2 separate regions of the Pan troglodytes genome follow, and region 1 is linked to region 2. The links are chromatin contacts, called in public Hi-C maps. All regions are on one chromosome and are shown on one strand. Each heading gives the region's core, a stretch centred on a gene start, on an enhancer-like site or on the middle of the called end of the contact. The rest is flanking DNA. Distances are from core to core; before and after follow the strand shown. Region 1 overlaps PTPRG (protein tyrosine phosphatase receptor type G). Region 2 holds the start of PTPRG (protein tyrosine phosphatase receptor type G).

Region 1 (7,122 bases), core at 1,317-3,816, 620 kb before region 2:
AGAGAAGCCAAGTGTGGAGGAGGGGGCCTGTGAGGAGGGGCGGCAATGGCCAATTGCTGGAAGACCAGGGAGGAATGGCAGGTCCTAGAGCTTACAGTTAGGAGGTAAAACGCAGAGGCCTGGTGATGTGCCGGGTTAGGAGGGCAGGGGAGAGTGAGGAGGACCTTCTGGTTTGGGTGCAGGAACCGGGTAAGAAGTAAGTGGGCATGCTGGCAGAGACAGGCCAGGGGACCACAGCTTGGTTCTGACCCGCTGGCATCTTCCAAAGACCACCCACATGCCCTGCAGCCCACCAGGAGCCAGACTCCCGTATTTCCTACTCAAGAGCCCAAAACCCAAGGCAGCCCTGGGGACAGGATGGCTTTCCTGCCAGAGACGCACGGCCCAGCTTTGAGGACCTGGCCGGTGGAAAAAAGTAGATTGGTTTTGACAGGGAGGCCACCTTTTACTCTTCAACTGCCAAACCCCAGTTCAGTTGGTGAGGTTCACTTAGTGCGACAGAAATGGAAGGAAGGGAGGGAGGGAGGAAGGGATAAATTAGTGAGGCATTCCCACTGCCCCGCAGAACCCCTGGGAGGCATCACGCTGTCCGCTGCGCAAATGCCACCAGAGAAGGGACATCAAAGAATCTGAAGGGAGGCTTCCACGGAGACATGAGGGCGGAGTGACAGAACGTGGGCACTAGGTGGCGCCAATCTACTGTTTTTAAATACTCCGGCTTCTAAGTGGCTTCATAGTTTTTCAAGACAGAACACGGAGGAGGCGGGGGAAAGATCAGGAAATAGCTACACCCCCAGCATTCCAAATACTAATAACGAACCGAGATGTACATATTGGGAAGCTTCTATATCCCATAATGATGACCATCTCAGATTTCCTAACTTCTCTATCTTTTCTCACCTCCCACCATGTTCTTATTTATCTTCCTCATTCTGAAACCATTCATTCCCCTGCTCCAAATAGCAATGAACACTGTATGGGGAAGCATCCCTCTCTGACAGTTACATCATACCCCCATAAATAATTCTGTCACCCACATACAGATGCAACCATTCTTCTTATTTTTTGAAATTAAAATAGATGGGTTTTTCTGTGTGCATTAAGATGATTCATGTTAATATTTTTTAAAAAAGGAACCCAAGTAGTACAAAAAAGTAAAAAGAAAGTTAAAAGAAAAAATTCACCCCAAATCTCAGTGCCCAGAGAAAACGACTGTGAACATTCTGGGACTCCAACATGCAGTTATCTCTTTATATACATGTGAAAGTACATATGTAAAATTTGATAGAAATGGAATAGGATGTGGATGGCACTAGAATGGAATGTTTGGTTTTGTTCTGTGGTGGTGTCTCACTCTGTCACCCGGGCTGGAGTGCAGTGGCTGGATCATGGCTCACTGCAGCTTCAACCTCCTGAGCTCAAGTAATCCTCCCACCTCGTCCTCCTAAGTAGCTAGGACTACAGGTGCATACCACCACACTTAGCTAATTTTAAATTTTTAAAATAGAGACGGGGTCTCACTATGTTGCCCATACTGGTCTTGAACTTCTGGGCTCAAGCGATCTTCCCTGTTTGGCCTCCCAAAGTACTGGAATTACAGACGTGAGCCACCATGCCTGGCCCTAGAATTTTTTGTTGTTGTGTTTTACTCAACAACTCATGGGTATATTTCCTCGTCAATAAGTAGAGCTTAGTGTCATTGTCTTGAATGATGGTACAGAATCTCACTGTCTCAATGTATTAAAAAATACTGAGTTAAGCTCTCAAAGGAGGTAGATCTGGCCTCACTCTAACGGGATCACCTGCCAGGAAGGGAATTCTGTAACGTAATGGCCTCCAAAGATCCATGCTTGTCCCTGATTACACGAGAGGAGGAGCATGAGGCCAGGGCTTTGCAGGCTGAGGAGCTATAGGAAGAGCAGTCTGATGAGAGATGTCTCTTCTGCTCTCTACCCCCCATCCTGGGTAGTGGCTTTTTCTAGCTATACTGGGCCAAATTTGGAGGAGGCATTTGCAGAGTACTAGGAGGGCCTAGAATAGAGGATGGCAAACATTTTTTTCTGTAAAGGGCCGGATAGTAAATATTTTCGGCTTTGCAGGCCACATGGTCTCTCGTAACCACTACTGATTCCACCTTTGAAACACAAAGCAGCACAGGTAATATGTAAACATGAATGAGTGTGGCTGTACTCCAACAGAAATATCTATGGACACAAGTTCAATTTCATAGGATTTTCATGTGTTGCAAAATATTCTTTTGATTTTTCTCCAACTGTTTAAAAATATAGAAACCATTCTTAGCTCATGGTTACACAAAAGGTGGTGGGGAGTAAGTTTCGGCCCGTGGATCAGTGCTGATCCCGGATTGAGACAGTAAGGAGAGGCCAAGCCTTTTTTTGAAACACAATTATCAACTGCACTGTATTCTTGGCACTGAATTCTGCCCCTCAGCACAGGCTGACAGGCCTGCTCCTTCACAGAGCTTAGATTCTTCCCAGCACTTACTAGTACGTGGAGTTGTATTATTGACTTCATTGACGATCTGTAATTATCTATCTCCCCCACTAGGTGGAAGCTCCACAAGGCTGGCGCCTTTTCTGTCTTGTCTGGTTCATTACCTTGCATCTAAGACAGTGCCTGGCACGTAGTGGGCTCTCAGTCAATACTTGCTGAATGAACAGAAAGTTGGTTGTATATAGAGTAACAGCCTTAGTCTTTCCCGTGGTCCACAGGTCCTGTGTGACATGTTCCCCTTCCACATCGTCAGCCTCATGGCTTGCCATCTTCCTCTTCATGGACGCATCTCTGGCCAGCCCCCACCCCAGCCCCCTTAAAGATCTGGCTTCAAGGCCAGGTGTGGTGGCTCACGCCTGTAATCCTAACACTTTGGGAGGCCATGGTGGGTGGATCGCTCGAGGCCAGGAGTTCGAGAGCAACCTGGACAACATGGTGAAACCCCAGTTCTAGAAAAAAACACAAAAATCAGCCAGGTGTGGTGGCGCACACCTATAGTCCCAGCTACTCAGGAGGCTAAGGTGGAAGATCACTTTAACCCAAGAAGTGAAGGTTGCCGTGAGCTTTGATCATGCCACTGTGCTCCAGCCTGGGTGACCGAGTAAGACCCTATCTCAAAAAAAAAAAAATGGAAAAGAAAAAAATCCAGCTTCAACACCCTGCTTCCCCTCTGAGGCCGATGGGCCACCCGTGTCCTCTTGCACTCTCACTGCTTCCCTCCTCACCCTGTGTGCCCATCACCCTCTGTCCTCACCACCTACCCACCTCTGTGTCCCCCTGACTGAGCTGCAAGCATCTCCCGGACAGGGACCACCAAGCTCCTTATCACTGGTACCCTTGGCAGGGGCTCGCGTTTCTCTGACGGAATGAGGGATGCTGTTTTGAGCGTCCTCCATTGAAGAGGATTCCATGTACAAAATCAGTGCCACACAATTCATTCCTGGGGTCACTGCCAGGAGCCTCAAATGTGTTGAGGATCTTGTCTCTGGTCTTTAACTCATGCCTTCTGCTAATAAGAAAAGCATTCAGTCTACAGAGGGAACAAAAACCACCGATGCTTGGCGACTGGGGCAACGATAGTACCAGACACCCATCAAATAACTCAGGCAAGCGAGCAGGCAGACACCACTGTGCCTTGTGCTTCCAAAGTTCTGCTTGCTCTTTAAGTGATGGAAACCCTTCTTTCAAACAACACCTCCCTCAAAAGTCCAAAAAGGAAACAGGCAAACGCAGCAAAACAGAACTTTATAGATCAGTTTGGAAGAGCTGGTATAATAGAAAGTGTGGGCTTTGGAGCCAGACCCACGCAAATCCTGTGTCCGCATCTATAAAATAGGTGACTAGGGTCTAGCAGTTATCTTCCTCACAAGGTTGCAGTGAGGATTACGAGGGAACACTGTGGATAAACCCAAAGTTGTGGGCCTCAGGCCCAATGGCAAGTACATGGACACACTCTATGGCCCACACAGTGTTAAAAAAAAAATGGTATATTTTACATATAAATATGGGCTTTAAAATCACGCCTGCATCCACACGTGGCAGTGGTGAGCTAGAGCAGGAGAGCAATCATTTCCTTTAGATGGGAGTGTGTACTCAATTTTTCTTTTTTTTTGCCATAGTCCCCACCACTCCCCATTGCCTCTGCTCAGCCCACTTCCCCGGCAGCTCTCCGGCCCCCAAGGCGAGGTGAGTTTTCTACTGGTCTAAAATGAACACCAGGAGCACTCTCGAGGGCACACCACAGATGCCCAATACTTGTACTTATCTATCTCTTCTCAATGGTCCTTGTAAACTGCACCTAACAAAGGGAAGTCTGATAGACCTCTTGATACGTCCTTTTGCACAAAATTGAAGCCTTTTAACCATGCGGGAGGTGCCACACCCGGATCTCTAAACAAATATCCCCTGTGAGGCCTCCTGACAACAGCCTTTCCCCTCTCAGGGGCCTGATTATGTTCCCACTGGGGTCCGATTGCTTCTCACAGGCATGAAGGTGCTGCTCCTCACCAGTTCTGAGAATTTCTGCCTTCACTCTGAACCACCTTTAATTATGATGCCAGGCTTCCTTAAGTAATGAAGAGTCTTCTAGCAGAGCACCCAAGGTCCTCTGATCCTAAATCAATGTCAAGGATATTTTCTCAGTGGTTCCACAAGTAAATAGTAGGCTCCCCACCCCCACCCCATCCTCTTCATTTGCGGCTTTAGATAAACTAATGTGATATGCTCTGTCTGAAAGTCAGTGTAATTTCCAAGTGCCTTAAACTATCTGCAGTTCAAGGTTCCTCCAGGGGCCTTCTTCCAGCACCTGCCCCCTCGGAGTTTCACACCCGACGCAACTGGCCAAATATTGATCAGGAGTCAAAGAGACAGTACTACTCAAACAAACCAATTCGGTGCAGATTCACTATTTCACAGTGCCTGTCAACGCAGATGAAACTGCTGCTTCCTGGGTGGGAGGTGTTGCGACATCATATGCCACACAGGGGCGGTGTCAGAGGGAACAGCTTAGCTTAAGCCAGCAGACGACCGTGGGGGAGACGCCTGTTCCTTGGGGACTGCCTGGCCCTGACGGGGAGAAAGAGCAGGAGGCATTTCCTGTTAAAAGCAGGAGGGAACCAGTCAGGTGGAAGAGAGCCCAAGCCTTGCCTTAGACTGCTTAAATGCCTGTCATTTCTTTATCACCTTCAAATATGGAATCCTTTAAGGGAAATTTCCAGAGAAATGGCCTCAGGGAGTGATTATCTTTTTGAAGGGCTATATCAAAGAGGTCTAGGTAAACACAGAATCCTCCTCAGCAGCCCGCGTAGGACTTCAAACCTGGAATCTTGGTGCTTGGGGTGTTGCCTCCCCCATCCCTGCCCAAGAGCTCAAGACGGGCAAACCACACGGAGGAAGGAACTGGAACGATGGAATCAAAGCAGGACCCCAGCTCCAGTGTAATGTGCATTTCCATCTGAATCATTTCTAGCTGGAGCTGCGGCTGCCACGCACATGCCCTGGGCCCGGCTCTGTGCATTCCTCTCGGATCATCCCCCGCACACAACCCATAACCGAATCCGAGAGCTGGGCTCTATTCTCCCCATGAAAGATGATGACACTGGGCTTCAGAGAGACCAAGTTACTGGGCTGGGCCAAGGAACCAGAGTGAGAAGAGAATGGAGAACTGAAACCCAATCTGACTGAGTCTGAACCAGAGTTGACAGGGCACTCCATGAAGCAGTCATGTATGTACTTGCCCCATACGCATCCCGTAACTGTTTTCCTATCTTCAAGATGCTAATAAAGATGCCAGGGGCATTACTCCAAGAGCTTAAAAGGGGAAAGCTGTCCCAGCAGGTAAAAAGCTTCCTTCCCATTCCCTTCTCCTTCATCCTTCCCCACCCCCACTCCCTTCTCAGTTCTCAATGACAAATGAGAATGTGGGGTCTCTTGACAATTTCCAGAGCAGCCTCCAACTCCTTCGGGTCTCTCTAAAACTGGACGCAGCAATCACCTCTTCCCCCATCAGAAACGCATAGGGAGCTCACGGTCCTTCAAGGAGTGACAGGATGCTGGAAATATACAGATTGCTGCTAGGGTGCCCACCCACCAAGGCCTTTATTCTGTGCCATTCTTTTTTTTTTTTTTTTTTTTTAATTGAGACGAGTCTCGCTCTGTCGCCTAGGCTGGAGTGCAGTGGTGTAATCTTGGCTCACTGCAACCTCTGCCTCCAGGATTCAAGCAATTTTCATGCCTCAGCCTCCCAAGTAGCTGAGATTACAGGTACCCACCACCACACCTGGCTAATTTTGGTATCTTTAGTAGAGACAGAGTTTCGCCATGCTGGCCAGGCTGGTCTCGAACTCCTGACCTCAAGTGATCCACCCACTTCGGCCTCTCAAAGTGTTGGGATTACAGGCATGAGCCCCGTGCCCGGCCTACTCTGTACTGACGTATTAATAGTAACGAGTCCTATCTGATGAGCCCAGCTCTGGGCTATTAGTACATTTCACAGATTATGTCATCAAATCCTCACGGGAATTCTGTGGGGCTGCTGGCTCTATCATTACCCTTGTTTTAGAGACCTAGATCTAAGAGGGTCATTCATTCACTTGCTTACTCTAGGGTCAGACTGCTTTGGTTTTAGACAAACCAGTTGTGTGGCCTTGGATAAAGCTTGGGTAAAAGCTTCTGGGATAAATGCATGAAATGCACAAATGCACGTGGACTGACATACAGCAAACGTACTTTAGAAATAGTTACTGTTAGCCGGGCGTAGTGGCTCATGCCTGTAATCCCAGCACTTTGGGAGGCTGAGGCGGGTGGATCACGAGGTCAAGAGATCGAGACCATCCTGGCCAACATGGTGAAACCCCATCTCTACTAAATATACAAAAATTAGCTGGGCATGGTGGCAGGTGCCTGTAATACCAGCTACTCGGGAGACTGAAGCAGAAGAATTGCTTGAACCTGGAAGATGGAGGTTGCAGTGAGCTGAGATCGCACCACTGCACTCCAGCCTGGCGACAGAGCGAGACTCCATCTCAAACAAACAAACAAAGAATTAGTTACTGTTAACTATTTATTCGGCACCGGCCATATGTCAGGCCCTTGACCAGGAACTATGGA
Region 2 (6,881 bases), core at 1,212-3,711:
TGCACTTTTCCAAACCAAACCGCCCTCTTCCCTGCGCCTCCCACCACTGTCCTTTCCCTTTCCGACACCCCTCGGCTCCCGGACCAGGAAAGGGGCTATTTACCTCGCAGCGTGGGCGCGAAAAGAAAATGAGAAGACGAAAATGGTCCAAGCCCCACGAAGGCTGGTTCCCTGGCAGTCCCATTTTGGATCTCAAGCTTCCTCACACACCAGGGAAAAGAAAACCACGGTCAGCCCACTGACTGCATCCCCGAGCGCAAGAAGGACAGAAGTGGAATTGGAAATTCCTCTAATTTGCAAGGCAGCCCTCCACGACCTCCCACTGAACCCATTAAAGAGTGGCCCTCACAAGGCTCAACCCCTGTGTGCACCTGAGCCCGCTCAGTCGTCAAGTCCGTGGTAAAGCAGGGGAGACTAGAAAGGAGAGATAATTAACCCAAATACTGAGCAGTGGTCTTTCAGTGAATGAAGGCAGCTGTTTCTAAGGGGAGATGTCCCCATGGCCTACACTACCGTAGAGGCCGTAGAGGCAGGACTCCAGTGGGCAAACCCCAGGCCCCAGTGTCCTACCGTAGAGGCAGGACTCCAGTGGGCAAACCCCAGGGTGAGTGTGGACGCACGTCCTCGCTCGGCCTCCGAGCTGCGTTTCTGGGCTGGAGCTCCGTGCCGCTCCGCAGGCAGGAGGATGCGCAGAGAGAAAAGGGGGTGCAGAACACAAGACAGTGTTTTCCCTTTCTGCCCCCGAGGCCATCCCCGATTCTGCAAAGGGGGCATTCGCTGCCAGTCCCCCGAGAGGGATCCCCAAGGGCGACGAGGGCTCCCGCGCGCCCTGCTCCGGGTCGCACGACGGGACTAAGGGACCCGCTGCACCAAAAACGGGCGCTCCAGCCGCCCGAGGACAGGCGGCTGTAACCAGGCAGAGCGGAGACCTCGGGGCACATTCCTCTTTTTCTTGATAAAGATAATCTCCACCTCCGGGTATGCAGGAGCTGATGGATGAGAGGGCAGAAAAACGGGGAATTCTCTGTCCTTAGGGGAGCGAGGGATGAAAAGCAAATCACCCCTTCTTCCAGCCCTTCCCCGGGCTAGGGCAGGACTTGGCCTCCACCCCAAGGGACAGCTACGAGGGAGCTCGGGGCTGCTGCCCGGGGGACCTGCAAGAGAGTAGAGGGAGGCAACTGGCCTCTGCCCTCCCCAGGGGAGAGAGGAGGGGGAACTGCCAGCTGAGAGCTGGAAGTGGAGGGTCGCCGAGCCGCACACCGTTACGTGCGGTGATTTATTCTCCTTATCAACGGCCAGTACTGTTCCTGTCTTAACCTGGCCAGAAAGGAGCGAGTCTGGGTCTGCCAGCCGCGAACAGCCTGCAAAAGGGCAAAGATGAAGGTAGGCAGGGCGCGCGAGACAGGAAAAAAATCAGCCCCGGCGCGAACAGCAATCCGGCCGCCGAAACCGCCCCCGCCCCCTCCCCGCGTCCAGAACTAGGCAATCCAATCGAGCAGAGCAGCGGAGGGAAAGGGCCACGGGCCGGGGCTAGGGGGGACACGGATGTCTCCGAAACCGCCTGCGCCCTACCGTCTCACTGTGCCCAAGGAGGCTGCCTCACGCCGGCACCGAAGTGCTGCCCGCCGCCCCAGCCCCCAGAGAGGAGGACACCCCCGACCCCAGAACGCAGGCTGCTCCCCACATCCTCAGTCCTCCGCAGCCAGCCTCCGACTTCCATTCCCCGAAACCTAGCCCTCACAAAGGGATGGAGAACAGCAAAGCAAACCCCCACCTTCTGAGCTCCTTCAATACCCGCCAGAGCGAGGGGACTCATCCCGGGCCCCCCAAACCCACAGAAGCATCCTTTCCATGGCCTCAGTCTCCCCAACCGCCCCACAACTCGAGTTCTCCCGATCGGCGACGAGTCAGCAAAGCAAGTCCCCCTTTCTCCCGATTCCAGCTCCCCAGGCCCCCCAAAAGGGAGCGGGAGCAGACCCCCGCGTCCCCCAGCCCCCTCCCCGGCCGGTCCCTGCCTCCACCTTCCTCGACCACTAGCCTGCCTCCCTAAACATCGTCCAAGCCAGCGGAGCAAACCTCCTCTCCTACCCGGGCGCCGGGCCACCCTCCACCCTCTCCAGGGTCTCCCGGACGGGTGCCGGAGCTCCGCGCCCAGGCGACAACTCCGCATCCCCAACGCGCGCCGGCCGGGGCCGCATCCCCTCGGCGGCCGGCACTCACCGGGGAAACACACGACATAATGGAGCACGGAACTGGTGATTTTCAGGAACAAAATCCACCAACACGGTTCCAGTAACCTCCGCATGTCCGAAAACGCACATCGAAAAGAGGAAAGCAGGGAGATAAACTTGTTGAATAAGTTCTTGCCTCCGTGCGAGCCTCCGCTAAGCCGGGGCGCTTCCCCGGCTCGCCCGCTCCACGGGCCCCCCGCGCTCGGCGGCCCGAGTCCCCTTGGAATCCGGGAAGCCGCCGAGCGCCCCCCGGAAAATCTCAAAAAGTGACCGGGAACGCAGAGCCACGCTGGGGACGATCCTCTCGGCGGAGAAGGGCTGCTTTCCGTTCAAAAAGGAGAGAGCCGATCGGGCAGGGCGCGGAGTCGGCGGCCGGCGGCGATGCCCCGGGCCTGGGGCAGGCAGGGACCGCGGGCGGCGGCCGCGAGCAGCCGAGGATCCCCAACTTGAGTCGGCAGCGCAGCACAGCCCGAGAGCCGGCGGGCGGCGGCGGGGCTGAGCGCGGCGCGGCGTCTCCGGGCTTCAGGCAGGCAGCTCCTTCCAGGGCCCCGGGAAGGAAGGAGGCATGTTTGCGAGAGGGGAAGGGGAGGGGAGAGGCGGGGGGAGCGGAGAGCCCCCCAAAATAGAAACGGCCGGAGGAAACGGAGGAAAACACAAAGGATCTCAGAGAGGCGCTGGGGCGAGGGCGCCTTCAGTCCATGCTCCTGAAAGTTGTGGCTCCGGCGCAGGCTGGGAAGGAACGAAGAGCGCGGGGCTGGAAACTGGCCATGCCTCCATACAGGAAGTAACATGTGAGCATGGATCCTGGCAGAGACTTTAAAGCCGGCGAGCGAAGGAGCGAGCGAACAGGGGGCGCGCGGTGGCGGCGGGGGCGCGCAGCCCGGGCCAGCTGGCGGCGGGCGCGCGCTCTCCGCGTTCTTAAAGCAGCCGCGCTTGGCTCCCGCCTTGCGCGGGGTCCCTCGGCTCTGCTCTCTCTGCGCGGCCTCTACTGGGACAGTTTGGGGACTGGGGGCGATTGTAGCCCGTGCGCGGAGAGAGGAGGGAGGCTGCCTTCTGGGGCCGGCTTGTCTTTTGCTGGATTCCCGTTGTTCGAGCTCTTAAAAGACGGCGCACGGTGCTCGGGTTTGGCGAGATCCTCCGTCCGCGTAGCTGGCGGATCCCGGACTTGAGCGACCCCTCGCCCGGGCGAGGGGAAAGGGGGAGGGCGGACAGCTGCCTTTTTAAAGGGATGGGGTTTTCTGTTCGGCTTCACTGCCCTGGCAGTTGCAGCGGAGGGGCTCACCGTCTGCGGCTCCTGTTCGCGCCTCCAACACAGCGCGTTCCCCCGCCGGGAAACAAAGCCGAGCGGCCTTTGCACTCCGGCTACGTTGAGATTTAATTTTTTTTTTTTTTTTTTTTTCCTTTTCGGGCTTTCATTGGCCCAGTCCAAGGCCGGGGAAAGTGGGGGAGGGGAGGAATATCGATCCCAGGATTGCGAAATCCAGCCCTTCGGAGCCCCACAGCCCCTTTCCCGGCGCCACGATGGATCGGTGGCGGAGTTTCCCCAACTCGCAGCTTCTCTGGAGAAGGTTCCCGCACCCCGGTTTGGCCGCGGGGAGGGCGCAGGAAGTGCGCCTCTTACCCCTGCAGGGTGAAAGCAGCGCCGCGGGGCCGGACTGATTTCCTGGCAGCTACCCGGGGAGCGGCTGCTTCTTTAGCAATCGGGGAGAGGCGTCCGGGGGAAATGGGAGGACTAGGCTTATCTGTAATGAGTTTTGTCCCTTGCCTCTCGGTAAGAAGATCTTTATCGCTTAGCCTTCTAAGAGCCCTATTTTACATTCTTAACGCTGGGGCTAAAAGTGGGGGAGGCGGGCTTTCGATTAAATGTGTAACTGAGCCAAGGTAATTAGCCGTTTGACATTTTTTGCCTAATTTTTCTGCCTGTGTTTCAAAGCGATCTTGACGTGGGATTGTTTTGTTTTGTTTTGAGACAGAGTCTCGCTCCGTCGCCCAGGCTGGAGTACAGTGGCTCGATTTCGGCTCACTACAACCTTCGCCTCCCGGGTTCAGGCGATTCTCCTGCCTCAGCCTCCCGAGTAGCTGGGACTACAGGCGCCCGCCACCACGCCCGGCTGATTATTTTTTTGGTGGTTTGTTTTTTTTTTTGGTAGAGGCGGGGTTTCACCGTTTTGGCAAGGCTGGTCTCGAACTCCTGACCTTGTGATCCGCCTGCCTCAGCCTCCCAAAGTGCTGAGATTACAGGCGTGAGCCACCGCGCATGGTTCTTGTGTTTTAAACGTGTCCCTGCTGTTTCATCCCAACACGGCAGGGTCCTCCACCCACCCAAACATCCCAACCGGATGCTAGGTTTTCAAATAAAGTACAGATGGTCGGAGATCCTCCCGCTCGATGTGATTAAGGAAGCATTTTCACACCCACACTTCCAAAAGAAAAACCTTTGAAAAGTTACGTTTGGGATTACAAACTAATAAAAGCCAGGAAGTTCCTGGGGAGGGCCCTAGCTCTATCTTTAGCACAACGGGGGTGAACACCCTCCTCCAGGGTGGGGAATGAGGCGAGTTTGTTTGCTTTGGAATGTGGTCCTTCCTGGTTTTATTGGAATCCTGACTTCTTTATAAAAGATTGCGAGGGCCATTTTTCCTGGAAGTGTTGTATTGAGGGATATTCGTTCCTCAGGTTAGATTACCCCAGCATCCCTGACTACCTTCTTAATGTCGAGTGATAAAATAGGAAAAACTCGTGAAACACTTGTGTCAGCGTCCTCTGGTGAGGTTTCCTCCTCTGTGAAATGGACAGTAAAAGCTGTCCTTTGTGGAATGCTTACTGTCTACCAGGCATTGTGCTGAATTCATGCCATAAACTGCTTGCTCACTCAACAAATGTATTGAGCACCTACTGTTTGAGGGACACACTGGGAACACAGCCTCGAACAAAAAGGGCAAGCCCTCATGCCTTATGGGAGCATACCTTCCTAAGTCCATGCTCCGTTCTCTCATGGAGTCCTTAAAATACTGCCAGCTGTGAGAATTATTTTCCCCATTTAATAGACAAGGAAACATGCTCGGAAGAGTACAATGATGGATCCTCAGCTAGTGGGCAGCAGAGCTGAGATTCTCAACCCAGGCCTGTTTGCCTCCACAGCTGTGAAAAGGCAACAGAATAATGGCTTGAGAAGGCACCAAAATGTGGAATGTAAAGAAAGAGCTTCAGAGTCGGGGAAAACCTCATATGGGTTTGCAGAGTGAATTACCACTACCTTAGTAGTGTAGGAGGCCCCATGCTAAAACTTCACATCCAATTCGGTATGGACTGGTGACTGTCCTAGGACCCCAGGCTGAAGGTTACCCCCAAACTACCCTTGGAAGCACAATCCAGGCCCCACCAGTCCCTACAAAAGATAAAATTTTGCAAACATACATCACAGATGCCTTTTCATTTATTCTGCAACCAATTACAGAGCGATTCATATATAATAGACACTTTCAAGTGCTAGTCACACAATAATGACCTAGCAGTAGCCCTGCCATGCTCCTACCTGGTAATTACAATCCTAACCCAGGTGATATGGGGGCTCTATGATAACAGTGAGCAAGTTGGTGTGAAAAGCCCTGGGAGTGCCAAAGGAGGGAGAGCCTAGCTACCCTGATGGAAGATAAAAAGGCTACAAAGAGAAGATGCTGACGTTAGTAACAAATGACCCTCAAATTTAGCAGCTTAAAAAAATATATACTCATTGCCTGTCACTTTTAGAGGTGAGAAGCTGGGGCACAGTATGGCTGGGTCCTCTGCTCAAGGGCTCATCAGGCTGAAATCAAGGGATGGGCCAGGCTTTCTCATCTGGAGCTTGGGCTCCTCCTTCAAGCACATTCAGGTTATTGACAAAATTCAGATCCTTGTGGTTGTAGGACTGAGATTACTATTTTCTTGCTGGCTGTTGGCCAAGGGCTGCTTTCAACTAGTGGTCTAAGCCACACGGCGCCCTCACAACATGGCAGCTTACTCCTTGAAAGTCAGCAGGAGAATCCTCCTACAGGAGTCTAGAGAGTGTCCGTTTCATCACTTTTGTCATATAATGTAACCTAGTCAAGGGAGTGGCTATCCTGTCATGTTCACAGGTCCCACCCACTTTCAAGAAGAAGGAATTATATGCCAAGGATTGGGAATCTTGGGGACCACGTTAGAATCCTGCCTACTATAGTGCTGGTGACCTATTTTGAATATAGACTGGAGGTTAAAGGCAGTAGCTTTCAAGCCAGTCTAGTTAGATTCTGATGCTACTCATATGTGCATGACCATAGGCAACTTAATCACTTTATGCCTTGGCTTCCTCATTTGTAAAGTAGGAATACTATAATAACCATACATCTTCCTAAATAGAGAAGAATAAGAGGAATTAATATATATAAACTATTCAGATCAGTGCTGGGAACCTAATAAGCATTTAATAAATATAAGCTATTACTGTTATCTGTTTACCCAGCCTATGTAATAAGAAGTGAACATCTGTTATTTTCTACCTGCTCAGCGTCCATTTCTTTTCTTCTAGTAATAGTGTCCCAGTTTTCCTTTGTGCCAGTCTCCCCAGATGGTCTTGGTGAGCCTAACCCTTTCTTCCCCTATCCCTACCTCCACCTCTCCACTTCACTGGGT

Evidence for each region. Hi-C and Micro-C count contacts between places; a contact is called where the count stands out from the background.
Region 1: a Hi-C map of induced pluripotent stem cells shows a contact between it and region 2, with 2.7 times the contacts expected there. The contact joins the enhancer-like site here to the promoter of PTPRG in region 2. A contact is called at or near these places in 3 of 7 Hi-C or Micro-C datasets (blood, induced pluripotent stem cells and stem cell-derived neural progenitor cells), 1 of 1 datasets of contacts at active chromatin or transcription factors (stem cell-derived excitatory neurons) and 1 of 1 other capture datasets (stem cell-derived neural stem cells).

The regions. Positions count from the first base shown.
Region 1 is chr2:66,176,610-66,183,731 of NHGRI_mPanTro3-v2.0_pri, reverse strand. All of the region lies in intron 8 of PTPRG (protein tyrosine phosphatase receptor type G), which reads right to left. Among named protein-coding and RNA genes, the nearest start is that of CEP15, 130 kb to the left of the region's middle. Within about 2 kb of position 2,566, at least 3 of the 24 cell types and tissues checked have an H3K27ac peak or open chromatin away from gene starts, as enhancers often do. A contact at or near this core is called in induced pluripotent stem cells, where this site is marked.
Region 2 is chr2:65,553,883-65,560,763 of NHGRI_mPanTro3-v2.0_pri, reverse strand. PTPRG (protein tyrosine phosphatase receptor type G) reads right to left here and starts at 2,461. Exons shown (of 30, transcript XM_516564.8): 1 at 2,221-2,461. The coding sequence starts at 2,305.